Regions from separate parts of the Mus musculus genome. Here regions 2, 3, 4 and 5 are each linked to region 1. The links are chromatin contacts, called in public HiChIP or PLAC-seq, Micro-C and promoter capture Hi-C maps. All regions are on one chromosome and are shown on one strand. The core of a region is the stretch at or near the end of the contact, and the rest is flanking DNA. Distances in the headings are between cores, read along the strand shown.

What was found. Promoter capture Hi-C pulls out the DNA fragments that hold promoters and counts their contacts. Hi-C and Micro-C count contacts between places; a contact is called where the count stands out from the background. HiChIP or PLAC-seq counts read pairs in DNA pulled down with a chosen protein or histone mark.
Region 2: a Micro-C map of granulosa cells shows a contact between it and region 1, with 2.2 times the contacts expected there. The contact joins the enhancer-like site here to the promoter of Robo1 in region 1. A contact is called at or near these places in 4 of 39 promoter capture datasets (cranial neural crest, frontonasal cranial neural crest, liver and 1 more), 5 of 484 Hi-C or Micro-C datasets (Sertoli cells, adipose-derived mesenchymal stem cells, granulosa cells and 2 more), 15 of 115 datasets of contacts at active chromatin or transcription factors (craniofacial prominence, differentiating embryonic stem cells, embryonic basal ganglia and 12 more) and 1 of 9 other capture datasets (embryonic stem cells).
Region 3: an H3K4me3 HiChIP or PLAC-seq map of stem cell-derived neural progenitor cells shows a contact between it and region 1, with 37 read pairs. The contact joins the enhancer-like site here to the promoter of Robo1 in region 1. A contact is called at or near these places in 2 of 39 promoter capture datasets (cranial neural crest and liver), 3 of 484 Hi-C or Micro-C datasets (adipose-derived mesenchymal stem cells, nephron progenitors and uterus), 11 of 115 datasets of contacts at active chromatin or transcription factors (craniofacial prominence, embryonic forebrain, embryonic hindbrain and 8 more) and 2 of 9 other capture datasets (embryonic stem cells and pancreatic islet).
Region 4: an H3K4me3 HiChIP or PLAC-seq map of neural tube shows a contact between it and region 1, with 2.8 times the contacts expected there. The contact joins the enhancer-like site here to the promoter of Robo1 in region 1. A contact is called at or near these places in 1 of 39 promoter capture datasets (liver), 4 of 484 Hi-C or Micro-C datasets (the G1E-ER4 cell line, nephron progenitors and uterus) and 10 of 115 datasets of contacts at active chromatin or transcription factors (craniofacial prominence, differentiating embryonic stem cells, embryonic forebrain and 7 more).
Region 5: a promoter capture Hi-C map of hippocampal neurons shows a contact between it and region 1, with 3 times the contacts expected there. The contact joins the enhancer-like site here to the promoter of Robo1 in region 1. A contact is called at or near these places in 2 of 39 promoter capture datasets (hippocampal neurons and liver), 9 of 484 Hi-C or Micro-C datasets (Sertoli cells, cerebral cortex, granulosa cells and 4 more), 10 of 115 datasets of contacts at active chromatin or transcription factors (craniofacial prominence, differentiating embryonic stem cells, embryonic limb bud and 7 more) and 1 of 9 other capture datasets (pancreatic islet).

Annotation. Positions count from the first base shown.
Region 1 is chr16:72,661,790-72,664,444 of GRCm38.p6, reverse strand. Robo1 (roundabout guidance receptor 1) reads right to left here and starts at 1,296. Exons shown (of 29, transcript NM_019413.2): 1 at 251-1,296. The coding sequence starts at 305. Gm29908 (a long non-coding RNA gene) reads left to right here and starts at 1,379. Exons shown (of 3, transcript XR_384961.4): 1 at 1,379-1,457.
Region 2 is chr16:72,889,667-72,892,321 of GRCm38.p6, reverse strand. The region is part of intron 2 of Robo1 (roundabout guidance receptor 1); the gene reads right to left. Gm52248 (a long non-coding RNA gene) reads right to left here. Exons shown (of 2, transcript XR_003951923.1): 2 at 1-2,655. Among named protein-coding and RNA genes, the nearest start is that of Gm52248, 11 kb to the right of the region's middle. Within about 2 kb of position 1,306, at least 1 of the 459 cell types and tissues checked has an H3K27ac peak or open chromatin away from gene starts, as enhancers often do. A contact at or near this core is called in granulosa cells, where this site is marked.
Region 3 is chr16:72,866,794-72,869,448 of GRCm38.p6, reverse strand. All of the region lies in intron 2 of Robo1 (roundabout guidance receptor 1), which reads right to left. Among named protein-coding and RNA genes, the nearest start is that of Gm52248, 12 kb to the left of the region's middle. Within about 2 kb of position 1,353, at least 6 of the 459 cell types and tissues checked have an H3K27ac peak or open chromatin away from gene starts, as enhancers often do.
Region 4 is chr16:72,829,274-72,831,928 of GRCm38.p6, reverse strand. All of the region lies in intron 2 of Robo1 (roundabout guidance receptor 1), which reads right to left. Among named protein-coding and RNA genes, the nearest start is that of Gm52248, 49 kb to the left of the region's middle. Within about 2 kb of position 1,333, at least 13 of the 459 cell types and tissues checked have an H3K27ac peak or open chromatin away from gene starts, as enhancers often do. A contact at or near this core is called in liver and neural tube, where this site is marked.
Region 5 is chr16:72,799,233-72,801,887 of GRCm38.p6, reverse strand. All of the region lies in intron 2 of Robo1 (roundabout guidance receptor 1), which reads right to left. Among named protein-coding and RNA genes, the nearest start is that of Gm52248, 79 kb to the left of the region's middle. Within about 2 kb of position 1,302, at least 30 of the 459 cell types and tissues checked have an H3K27ac peak or open chromatin away from gene starts, as enhancers often do. A contact at or near this core is called in cerebral cortex, hippocampal neurons, pancreatic islet and 1 more, where this site is marked.

The DNA of each region.
Region 1 (2,655 bases), core at 47-2,546:
GGCGAAAGGCCGAGGTCTACCGAGAGGTTTGGGATGGTTTCAGGAGAGTTTGGGGTGATAGGCCAGAGGGGACAACCTCAAACGCGAAACTAGAAACCTTTCCCTGTAGAAGTTCTGGAAGGGTCGAGCCCCTCTGGCCTTAGAAGGGAGAGGTCGCCAAGAGTCAATTCAGGGTTGAGGGTCCGATTCTGAAGAGTGGAGTGGGGACCAGCGAAAGAGATGAAGGGTGAAGAAGGAGGGCGCAGGTTACCTGAACAGAGACATATTAATCCAAAGAGGTAAAAGCGAGCAGGCTCCGCGATCATTGTCCTCGGGTAGGTCCTGCATACAGTCTCATGCCAAGAGAAGGGAGCAGAAGCGGAGATCTCCAAATTTATGGAAGCCACACACCATACACCCTACACACAAAGGCTTAATATAAGCAACGTGAGTCAATCCGCCAAGAGTTTGCAGGGCAGTTTCTCGTCGACCTTTCCGGAGGCTTGTCAATCCCTTTGCAAAGAAAAAGCCCAAGGTTTGTCTTCCCTAGCTCCGGGTTTCTGAAGAGGCTCAACCACTTCCAAGGCTCATCCAAGGCGAACAACAAAGAGCCTAAACCGAGGAGCAGTTGTGCGGTTTCCTGCCTCCACAGTCCTGCTGAGCCTCCCGGCGTGCGCCTCCACAGCGTGTGCCCTGGCGCCGCTGCGCGGCGATTGCAAAGTTGGGGTGTGAGAGCAAAGGAAGAGATGCACCCCAAAAAGTGCTCCTCCGTCTACCGGAGAGCCAGAGAGTAGCAGGCCACCCCCCTCTGGCGGAGATTGCAGTCAAGGTAGCGGCGGCAGCTGGGGAGAACAGTCTCTAGGTTCACGGGGTGCGCCTGGGTGACTCTGCGCACCAGGAGGGAGCGAAGGGGCGGTACGGCGACAGCGGCTGCCTGGGCGGGCCCTTGTTCCCATCACTCGCGGGATGCGGAGGGCACCGGGGACAGCAACAGGACCGCGGATGCACGAGCGCCTTCCGGGCGCCCCCAGCCCGGCACAGCACCCAGCATCGTCCCGGGTCCTGCTTCTACTGGGGCGCGTGTAACGCACCTCCGAACCAAGCTGCAGCCCAAACTTCCCGGGGTGGCTAGTCTTACTCCTTGCTCCTGGAAGCTTCGGAGAGGCTGCTCCGGGCGGCCCCGGGTTGGTGGGAAAGAGCGAGCAGGAGGAAGAGGATGCTGCCGAGGCTCGCCCGAGCTCCGCTGGGAGCTTGCAGCGTCTGAAGTTTCTGCTCTCACGCTGCCTCCTTTCGGCTCGACAGCTCGTGGGTTTCCCCCTCAGTCCCTGCTGCTCCGGGTTTCCTCCCTCTCCAGCCCGGCTCGGGAACCTTTAAAGGGGACGCTCGATCCCTGCCAGGCCCTCACTGGCGCTGCTCAGACAAGTTCTGCGTGTTAATATTTCCATCCACATGCCTGGAGCGCCCAACTGCGCCCTCAGGTGAGATTTCAACGACTCAGAAGCAGAAATCTCAACGAATAAGAACTTGTTTTGGGTCCCTTTCCATCTCAGGCTCCCCTGCACCTTTCTCCAAATGGAACCTCCCAAACCAAAGACTTCAAAATCCTCCAGGTCCCTCTTAACCTCTTCTTTACCGATTTAGGGAATTGCAGTAAACTTCCAAAGAAGTTCACTCACTACCACTATCACCACCCCCCATATTCTCTTTAAACGAGCAAACAAACAAACAAACAAACTTATTTGCTTTCTCAGCAAAGAGGCTTTAGGAAAGTGTAAATTATCTAAAATATAGTAGTGGATGGATATTCTCTTTTTATTGAATTTGCTGGCGGTCCTGTAGAAAGGAGTGAAGGCTTAGGTCTTGGAGACTTCATTATGTTTACAGGAGAGTCTAGGTAGCTTATAGATATTAGAGACTCAACAGTTAAAGAAGAGTAACAGATGGGTGGTAATACATTAATCTAAAGTTTGCAGTGATGGGCTCTTAGCATCTCAAAAACTGGGCCACCCCAAATCCGAGGGTATCAGGTACCTGTGGCCATACTAACTTTATTCTCTCTTCTGAAGAAAAAAAAAATGGGGCCTGTGGGGCTACTTCATGAGTAAGCTAATTAGGCCCGAGATGAAACATGCCTGGGATATTTGACAGACAAGTTTTCACAAATTCGTTGTTTTCTTTTTTGTTATTATTGCCTATGACACGATGAAAACCATATAATATCTGCGGAAGGCTCTACAAATTGCAGTTGTTGACACAGCTATCGCTTTTATTAATAAGTTACTCTCTTCAAAGCTATGGTCTATGACTTCAAGATGAGTACTTACTGCCTTCAACTATGGCCGGTGGCATGACGGCAGGTGAGGAGGGTTTGAATTTATTTTGTGTAGACGGTTGGACTTTTCCAGGTTTCCCTTAACTGACTGCCTGCATTGCCTACCTAAACTGCAAGTTTCAAAGAGCCATGTGCTCATTTGGGTCATGGCTTCTGTGGCCCGTGAACTCAGAGCAACTGTCTGTGAAAAGACAACCTGGTTAACAGCACCTTACCTTTGAAAAGGAAACACAATTTAATCCTGAGAAAGCTGACTGAAAACTCAGTAAACAAGCCAAAGATAAGAAGTCAAAGATTCTAACCAGAATCTTTTCAGCAGTAAAAACAAGAAACGTGCAGTAAAT
Region 2 (2,655 bases), core at 57-2,556, 230 kb before region 1:
CACCACATTATAATTAAAGAGAGGATCATGTGAATATTCAAAAGATTGATGAAGGACACAGACCCATTAACACGATGATGGCTCCAAACAAATGAGATTCTAGCATTTCTCAATTGTGTATCTTATTTTGTGTTTCTAGGTCATGGAGAAGTAACATTTCCTGGTTCCTGTGCATTTGAACCACGAAGTCCTTTAAAACTCCCTAAATAATAGGAGCTAATGAGCTACTTCATATATAAGAAAAAAAATGATGATGATAAATGCTTAGAATGAAAAGGCGAACATTGTTAAAAGGGACAATTTCATGGTCCCTTCTCACCAAGTAACTTATGCAAGTTCTTTAAAATTCCATACATGACTCCACTTCTGATAATAAGAGAAGCTTCGCAGGAACTTAATATCACATTTACTTTCAACATCCTAAATTTTACAATGCTACATTTTTTTTTTTTTGCTGATAAAATTAAAACCAGGACATACCAAAGCACCAGGAATAGTAAACTGAAGACCACTACCAATATTTACACAAGATCCCAGGATGGAGCAAGCATGCTGCCAACAGGAACTAACGTGGAGCAACATAGCCGAGCACTTCAGCATGTGACAAAGGATACACGAGGCATACACGTATATTACTTCAAACCATATAAATACTTGGAAGGCTCTATGGCCATGATGGTGTTACCTACATAGTTGTGGAGTAAAAAGCACATGGCTGTCCCTAACAAGAATAATGGCAGGCTGCTGGAAAAAGTGACAATTTAAACCGTCCCTTGGACCCCACAGGCTGCTGACACAGAGTATTACCAGCAAACTAGCACTTAGACAAAATCAGAGACGTAAGGAATCCTAAATTACTATGTAGCTCCCCGTTGGTTCTCTAATGGTTTGCAAATGACCTAGTGAAGACATTTCCAGCAGCTTTGCAAGGCTTCTTCAGTGACAGGCTGCTTGAACGTTTTAATCCTTGAGCACTCCTACTAACTGAATCATTTAAGGTGATGCGGCACTGTACCATCTGTATTCATCTTAATCTGGTCACATCTTAGTCTTCCGGATCATACTCAACGTTGGAATAGACTTTGAAGTTCCTGTGAATTTTAGTTAGCTATGCTTAACATCCTTCATTACCGGACTCCATAATACATGTGCAAAACAAGACACAACATAAAATTTATCTTTCTCCTAACACGGAAACCTCACTGTTTGGTATTATTAATTCATTGTTTATCTTAATCCTGTACGCAGACACTCAAGGTCTTCTTGTAAGAAAACATAAATCACAGTCCCTGTCCTTGTGGCTCTGCTTATCATGAAACTACATTCATTCCACAAGAACAATTCAGCTAACCCTCCACCTTGCCCCTACCTGCACCCACTGCATTCTCTACCATGTTCCCCAACCCTAACACTAGCCTTAAAGCCAGGCAGCCTATATGTAAGGAAATTTAAATCCCCATGGAGAATGTGAGCCCTCTGACTGGATTAGGTTACAGGAGAAATGGAAGAGATGTTGTTATGTCTTAAGGATGTGATTGCAGTTAGAACACAATGGAAGCTGTTTGTGGTGTGGTTTTTCCATAGATAACTGTGCTTTTTGTAAGCAAGATAAACTATGACATAAATGGTCGAGAGTGACAGCTCAGAAAGAAGTGATGGTTCACTTGAACAGTTGAAAAGGTCTAAAAATGTGATGGTATGCCCCAAACGTGTGTGTGTGTGTGTGTGTGTGTGTGTGTGTGTGAGTGTGAAAGAGCAAGGGGAGAGAGAGAGAGAGAGAGAGAGAGAGAGAGAGAGAGAGAGAGAGAATGAATGAATGCATGTGTGTGTGTGTGTGTGTGTGTGTGTGTGTGTGTGTGCCCTGACACACTTCTAGAAGGCGTAGATGAATTTACAGCATTCAGATCTATGGGGATTTGGGGGTTGGATTGTGGAAATCTTGCTTAGCATCAAGCACATTTATCCATTCAGCAATCCCACTGGATCCGTAACATTTTTTTTTCAATACAAGACATACTACAGCTTAACTAACAGATGGACATATTGAAAGTTTATAGGCGAGGTAAAACATCAATAAATACATCACTTTCTATATTTGTGACCTCAGTTTCTATATTTGTCATCATGAATCCTAGAAGGTTTCAATAAAAAAAAGTGCTTTATTGTGCTTGGTCCTTTTCAGTCCAAGTATTCATTTGACAGAAGAGAAAACCAAGTTTCAGAAATTGAAATCCTGGATGTAAATACTAGAGTAACTGAGACAGTTCAGGGAGGTTCATTGGCCTCTAATTAGATTATCTTTGGTCAGTGACAACTTGAACAGATTCCAAAGATAACTCAAATCTTTACAATTTAAAATGGATTAACAAATCATTGAAAAATATTTGGAAAGTGTTTAGAAATGTGAGGGAGGCACCTCTTGGAAAAGGCCTGGCAGATATGACCAAGGTGGTTTGCTTACACTATAGCTTTCTCCATTAGATCAGTGTCAGAAAGTTAATACTTAGAAGCAATTATATTAATCTAGAGAGGTATAGTACAGTGTGAGGCAGTAATCGCAAGGGGAAATTAGCTAAATCATTCCCTAAGAGCCCCGTCCATTTGCTACCGCATCTGTTAGGCTACGTTCCTTTCTGAACATCTTTTCAGTGTAGG
Region 3 (2,655 bases), core at 104-2,603, 200 kb before region 1:
GTACTAAATTAACCTTAAGAAGGGAAAACCAGGAACAGGGATAAAATCTGAAATGTAAATTTTAAAAATCCAATAAAAAGAGAATATTTCAGTTTTGAGTCAAGGCATACTTGATATGAGATCACAAAATACAACGAGGTAGTAAGTGGTTCAGTTTGTTTGTATCCTGACTATTTTGGGTAGGTGAGATAGTTCAGTGGATAAAGGTGCCTGAAGCCAAGCCCAATGACTTAAGTTTTCTCTCCTGATCCCATATACAGGAAGGGGAGAAACAATACCCACACACATCCCTCTCACTTCCACACATGTGCCTCAGCACATGTCCTCTATTCATGGGCTCTCAAAAATAGTTGTAAAAGCCAATAATCTAATAAATGTTCTTTATGATATAAGGAAACAGAGAACAGTAATGCAATGTGCTATCAAATACTAGATGTAAAATTTTTCCTTTTTCTTAAAAAGGAGTTTAAAAACCTGAAATAATGAAACCACTGAGAAATGTATAAAAATTCCCGTCACATCCTCACATTTCACATATGGCACGAGGATAAAGAGGGAACACTTTATTTAGGAAATATTCTTTCAAATTGACGTGGGTGTAAAAATTGTTTTTCAAAGTATAGCATTGCTGTATTATAATGTTGGGGATTTTTTTTTTTTTTGCTTAAAATGACTTTCATTAGCAATTCATAATATTTTTAAAAACACGTTACCTATTCACATTGCTCACAGGCACTACATATGATATTTTCACTGAGCAGTCAAATAAGCATGTTACAGCAGATGCCCGAAATCCATAAAATTACTAGGTACCAGGCATAGATAATATCAAAAATTTGATTGACTCAGACTTTGTTTACTTTGCATTGACTTAGCAAAAGCCACAAGCTTAATAGTCATGTTTATTAAAACAGAGTTGGGCAAGCTCAATGCAGAGAACAAATAAAATGTGAACTCATTTTTGACTTGTGGATGCACGCATGCACATAACATCTTTTTATTATCAGCATGCTCCCAAATTAAAATTGTTACCACATGCTAAGTAAACTTTTTCAGATGTTCAACAAAGAAGATCAAAAGAAATTTCATCATATATTTTTAGATCTCCAACTGGGCAAACATATAGAAACGCAGACATGTCAAAACATCAAGTCACCCAGAGGTAGAGCAATTTGGAAGTTTTCAGTTCAATGAGATGTCTATGAAGAGGAGCTTGGTGTTCTTTCATGCTTCCCTAACTGACATCTTACAGGTGAGATGATTCCTGGGGGTTCACTTAGCGCTGTCTGGAGGGAAGACCTTGGTAGGGACTACAGAGCAAGGGAAGCTGGGAAGAGAGACAGACCACAGCTATCCTTACACAATGAGTCCCAGTGGCAAGAAATACTGGTTGAGAATGGATGAATGCATCTGGGACGGTTTATCTCCTGGAGTTCCAGAAGTGATGACGTGATAGATTAGCATCGTGCTCAAGGTTTTCAGACATTCTGGGAATTCTCTTTGCTCCCTACAAATCCTCACAGCTTTCCTTTGTAACACCCCATTTGTAGGAGAGGAAAATACAAAGGATGTGTAGGATTCTACCGTGGGGAGAACTCAGCTGAATCCATTATTTGTTCTAATGAAGTATGAGCTGCTTACCATCTTGTTCTGAAAGCTTTCACCTTCTTTTCTATGCACCCATCATATATGCTTAGTGTGCTGTGTTAACTCAGGGGTGTTCCTAATAAAATTGGTCCAAAAACTTCATAGGTGAATTATCATAGAATAGATTCTGGATAGGATGAGAAAATGCCTAACAAGTGAGCTGTCTGGCTGAAAGTTTTTTCAGTAAATATTCAATTATAAAATTGACTCTTAATATTCTAAGATGAAAATATAGGATTTATAGTTCATTTTTTTAATCAAAATTCTTACAGTACTGGATTTATTCAGTATTTCTATATGAAAGAACACATGTTTAAAAGAAAGTTGACCTCAGGCCTACAGCCATGGCTTAGCAGTTAAGGGCACTTGATGCTCTTCCCTAGTACTCGAGCTCCATTCCCAATACAGATGTCTTATGGCTAAAAAGCATCTGATAACTCCAGTTCTTGCAGACCTGGTGCCCTGTTCTGACCTCCACGGCCAAAGGCATTCACATGGCCAGACCTCCATGCAGATACATATGCATACACAGAATTAAAGCTAAAAAACATCCTCAAAGAATATTAGTATCAAAAACTAAAATCAAAATGTTATTTTTTTCATTAGCTGTTGTTAAAATTCTATCCTCATTCTGTCATCAACAAATATTTATGCAAAAATAAAAATCTAGATTATTAGCATTTAAGTTGGAAAATATGAATTACAAAAGAATGTAAACCAAGTGACCATACTTGGATAGCATATCCAAAGGTAATGGAAGAATCGTGTCTACTGCGTGTTGTCTACATACCACTCTTTAATAAATCATTATCTCATCCATGTGCATTATTTGTTCAACAAATAGAAATAAAAGTGGTTTGTAACTGAAGTGCCATTAAAGTTTTTAAGCACTGGAATGTTCTGGAAACATCTAGCAGCACATTTGCAGACGCGATGCATGCAGCGACGAGGAAAGGAAATGCTTCCTGTGTGTTCATGACCATCTATTTTCCGGTTGCGTGCCACTGT
Region 4 (2,655 bases), core at 84-2,583, 170 kb before region 1:
TGAAGCTTTGTCCTGCTTTGGGACTCTTTTTCTCTTACTGGATTTTCTGCTTTAGCCTTAATACAAGGGGAGGTGGCGAGTCTTATTGCAACATGATATGCTGTGTTTGGTTGATAGCCCTGGAAACCCTATTCTATGCGAAATAGAAAGAGAAACGAAGGAATGGACCTCTATTGGGGGAGGTGTTGGGGAAGGGCCTGGGAGGACTGGAGAGGGGAATACATATGAAAATAAAATAGATAAATAAATAAACTAGTGAGAACCAGGCATGTGTTGCATGCTTTGAATCCCAGCACACGGGAGGCAGAGGCTGGTGGATCTCCATGATTTGAAAGCCAGTTTGTCTACAGGACAAGCTCCAGGACAGTCAAGGGCTACTGAGATTGACCTCTTACTAATAAAATAAAATGTTCCTTAATTTAAAAAAAAGAATACGAGATAAGTTGAAAATAAAGTTGACATAGGGGTTTCGCATATTACCTGTTAAGATTCCAGCTATTGAACCTTAACTCAATGGAAACTGTATGGTATGGGGTGTGTGTGTGTGTGTATGTGTGTGTGTGTGTTACACAAAGAGGACTATATAAATGCAACCCAAGTGACTATTCAAATCCTAGTATTAGGGCAAATAAATTGTGATCACCCCATTTAAATGGACTATGCATGTTTAAATTACTCTAATTATGCTCCCAGTGTCGCCCAGTGAGCTGCCATGAAATAAGTCTGTATTTAACACAAGTTACCCAGACACTCAAGCTAAATCAGGTTAGACTGACACTAAACTTTTGAGTTGTCTTCCGTCCATAGGATCTCTGTTTCAGACTCAGAGCTTTTCTGACCTTTCGCTGTCCACAATGTTTTTGCTATCACCTTTTTCTGTCTTACCAAACTGTTCAATGTATTCCCACAGAAGCCCGTGGCCTTTTGAAGTTTAAAGCAGCTATTAGAAAAGAAGTTTGAGATACACCATAATTTTACAGGAACAAATAAAAGGTCAAAGGCCCTGAGCCCAGAGATGACAAGATGGTTCACTGGTAAATCAATACAAAGCTTTGTGTTGACCGTGGCAAAGGATTTACGAGCAAAGGGCAGGTCATTTAGAGGGTGCAGGAAGCCTGTGCTTAAAGCAGGGGAGCCCTCCCTGTGCTGTTCTAACACCCAAAAGCCCCGGGGCTCCTTATTATAAATATCACAAAAGCCAGTTTATAGTTAGATTCTAAATATTTAATACTTTAAATAAAAAGTTTATATATTTTTCAATTAAGTCAAGAAAGCATATATCCCATGGAACAGTATAGGAGCTAGCCTCAGGGTTTAATCATTAATGCATTCAACTTCCACTTTGGTATGAGTAACACCTTGAAATTCCTCCAGAGCAGACTCTGGAAAATGGAGGGTGTAGGGTTAAGTGAACCACCAAATAAGCAATGGGCTTAAGTTCAGAGGATCAATGCGACTGGAGAAGGGATGTCTACAAGGAAGTTAATTTGTCAAGAAAAAAAAAAAGACCACTGTGTTAAAATAGAAGTTATAATAAAGGGGATTAAAGAAAATAAAAAAGCAAAAACAGGATTTGGCTAGAATCCCAGATAGACTACCTAAAGATTGATTTCAAAGCAAGTTTCTAAAACACATGGACACTTGCATTATTAAGACTGCCAGTAACCACATGGAGCTCTTAGTGGAGATTTGTAGTTCATACAGATTTTGAAGGCAGTAGAAAAATAGGTAACCGCTTACTTATCAATAATCTTTGTTTGGTTATGATTTAGAATGTTTACATTTTTTTTACTTTGAGTTAAATTACATCATATCATAATTGGTTTCATCTTTTTCATTTTTACTTTAAATGTAGCTACTCTAAAATGTAAAAATACTTGATGTGACTCAAGTGTAATATTGCCTTTTATAATGCTAATACTTTATATTCATAGTTTTCACTGAATCATGCTTTTGTGTATGATTTGTATGTATGGGTATGTATGTGTACACACACACACACACACACACACACACACACACACACACACACTCACCCTATTGGAAACACCGAATCACAGAGGGCATTAAAAATAAATCATAGGGCATTAAAAACAGAAAAGGCCATTGCCAGGACTACACGAATGAGCACAGCCTTTGAGTGACGTGGGTTCAAGAGCAGGTCAGTCGAAGCTCGACATAATATTTGTAATGTCTGGGGAGCCGCAGAGGGGAAAGTGATCGAATGTCTACCTGTTCTAATCCCCTGGTAGAGCAGGCAGTAGCTGCAATAAGCTGCCTTTCTAGATAAGGGGATACAAGTGATTATAAAGAAACCCTCAGAAATCCGTGCAGTCAATCATTGAGAAACAATGTGTTTGGCATTCCTGAGGCCAGTGAATTATTTTCTCCATATTTAGCAGCACACACTACTTTGCTGATTTGCAAAGATACCTCCTGCAGAGTGAAATATTGGTTTGGGTTTCCTTGTATGCACTGTCTACAGACACTGTAACTCCCCCCGGTGATTTACGTTCCTCTACCAGGACTCCAGTACAAGTACGAGGCTTCTTCCCGCCACAAATGCCAGGGAGCGGGTAAGAAAGGTATAAATGTAAAATCTAACTTGTAAGCTCTTGTAACAAACAGAACTGAATCATGGAGTCCCCCTTTTGT
Region 5 (2,655 bases), core at 53-2,552, 140 kb before region 1:
ACCCTGGATAACACATAACATACAACCTTAGATATGTTAGCTTTAGATCCATTAAACTACAGAAGGTTCACTGAACACCTTTGAGTTACTACAGAAGTCACAGTGTGGGACGGTTTGTTCTTCACTGGTAAATCATACTAAAATCATTTTAGATTATATGCATTAATCCCTCTAGCAATATCAATTCACCTAGTTATGCAAACTAGAATCAGAAGGTCGATACATAATATCTTTTTTTAAGGTGTCATCAAATAAATTCACCTGCATAACAAGCGCAGTCCTATTCTGTTGTATTTTTGTGACTACAAAGGAGTATATTTGAATATTTTTACCCTTGGAAAGCTTGGTGAGGTACCCACACAAACTCAAATCTCTCTTCCTAAGAAAAGGTACCTGGCCGCCCTCTCCATACACACCTAGGTTAAAAACGAAGTAAAATAAAAGATCACGGGGAATTTTTGGTATAGCTCAGTTAGGAAAGTGATTCCTTAGCATGCATGGATTTCTAGGTTGAGTCTTTAGCACTTAAAAAAATGCAATAAACATGCTTGTAATGCCAGCACTCAGAAGATGGAGTTAAGAAAATAAGAAGTTCAAGCCAGACAAGGCTGTGGAGAGTCGGTGGAGTCCTAGACCATGACAAAGACCTCAATACCCAAGACCCATGGAAATAGCAAAGTCTCTTCCCCAGGGGAGAAGGTTTAGAGAAATGTCACAGCCTTGCTAATGAGTGGTGAGGAACAACTGAGCTTATGCTATGATCAGTATGAACCACAGCTACCTTCTCCTGGCTGCTTACAGTTTACAGCCTGGACTTCTTCCATGCAGACGACCTAAGCCCTCATTCTTGTGTTGTACCCAATGAAGATCTAGAGTCTCTGGGCTGGATAGTAGATGCCCCGCCCCACGACTCCCCTCCCACCAGAACCAGCACAGCTCATCCACTCTTGGCTTTTCTGTATGTCTGTCTGCCATTGCTTCATTCTACCGTTGCCAAGTCAGCTTTCCAAGACCAGGGCATGCAGAACGGAGCATTGGGCTATAGACAACCCTGACTCTAAATAAGCAGTCGTACAAATCATCAGCACACACTCACTAATGAAGGGAAGGAGTCGATCAGTTACACTCCCTAAACTGTGACGACCCATTGCAGGAAGAAAGATGTACTGCATTTAAATGATATGTACTATAAGGACAGCCAATTAATTCGCACCGCTGGTCTCCCAACACTCAAGCACTTTGACTCCTGCATCGAGCCCCCCAACTTTACAGTTCCCTTTCCAATCACGGCACACAATCTGTAGCAGGAGGAACTGGCCTGCTAGAGAGCAGCTATTTATGTCAGGGTTTCATAAGACAGAACCATGTCCAGCTGGAAATACCTTCAGGCATTTTCAGCCCAAACCAGCTCTATAACTAGGTCTCTTCAAGTAAAATTAGGTCCACGCAGATTCTCCACATTCTGATCCAAGGGAGCAAAAAAGCCTTCATTTAAATATAGCTTAGAAAAAGCTGGAATTATATGCTGTTCTTCAAATGGCCGGGGCTCCGTTGGTGATTGACTGCTACGCCCCGCCCCGTGGGGGCCACTCCTTATGAATATTGGCGGCTGCGAGGATTTCATATTGTCAACAGATGCAGGGAGGCTGCTTATTCAGCTCGGGAGTGGCTGCCAGTGGAGGCTCATTGCTTCAGGCTGGGGCAAATTAATCCCAGCAGAGATGAGTTTATTTGTTTCTCTAATAATGGGAAAAAATATCGATGAGAGGATTCTGAGCAACACATGAAAGACAGAGGCTGCAGAAGCACCTATGGGCTGAGGTCAGCATCCTCAGGTTGTGAGAGGGTGTAATGGGAGCACCACCTTTGCTCCCAACCCCATCCATCTCACAGACTCCTCCTTTTACATTCAAGAGTCCTCCCTCTATCCAATGGAAAGGACTAGCCTTGTGGATGGAGGCATTTATATCTGGTGCTAAAACATTTGAAGGAAATAATAAAAATGCCACTAAAGTGACAAATAAAAACAAGGAATCGCATTTTTCTTTTATTGTCTAATTTCGAAAAGTCTGACTATTTTTAGGAGCTCAGCATCTTCAACGGGATAAGTCGTTTGGTTCACTGCATTTGACCATAATGAGCTAATTTCCTAACTGGGGCCACCCTTTTCTATACTCTCCCTTTATATGCTATTGAAAATGCATCCTCACCAGGAATTTAAAAAAAAAATGGCAGGTTTTATTTATGACTCTGCAAGGACCATGGACAACAAACACCCAGTAAAAAGAGGCAAGGACGGAAGCAGAAATATTTTCCACTTGTTTAAGTAGAAATTCCATTTAAATGGTTTTATGGTCATCCAATAAGAGAAGTTACTCAACATTTTAATGAGAGTTACCAATGTAATATTATACTTTTAATGGGTACTGAACAAATGGAAATAAAATAAACACACAAATAGAGGCTATGAAGTTTAACCCTTTGACTGTTGTTAGATGAAGAGCAATAAGCAACGTGGACTTCAGGGTGAATTCACTTTGATATTTATGTGTACTTGAGCCATATTTGTTCATCTCTTGGAAAATAATATGAGTTGAAAAACTGGATTTTTTTTTCCTCAAAGCCAGGCATTTTGTGGCCTTTGCCTATAATCCC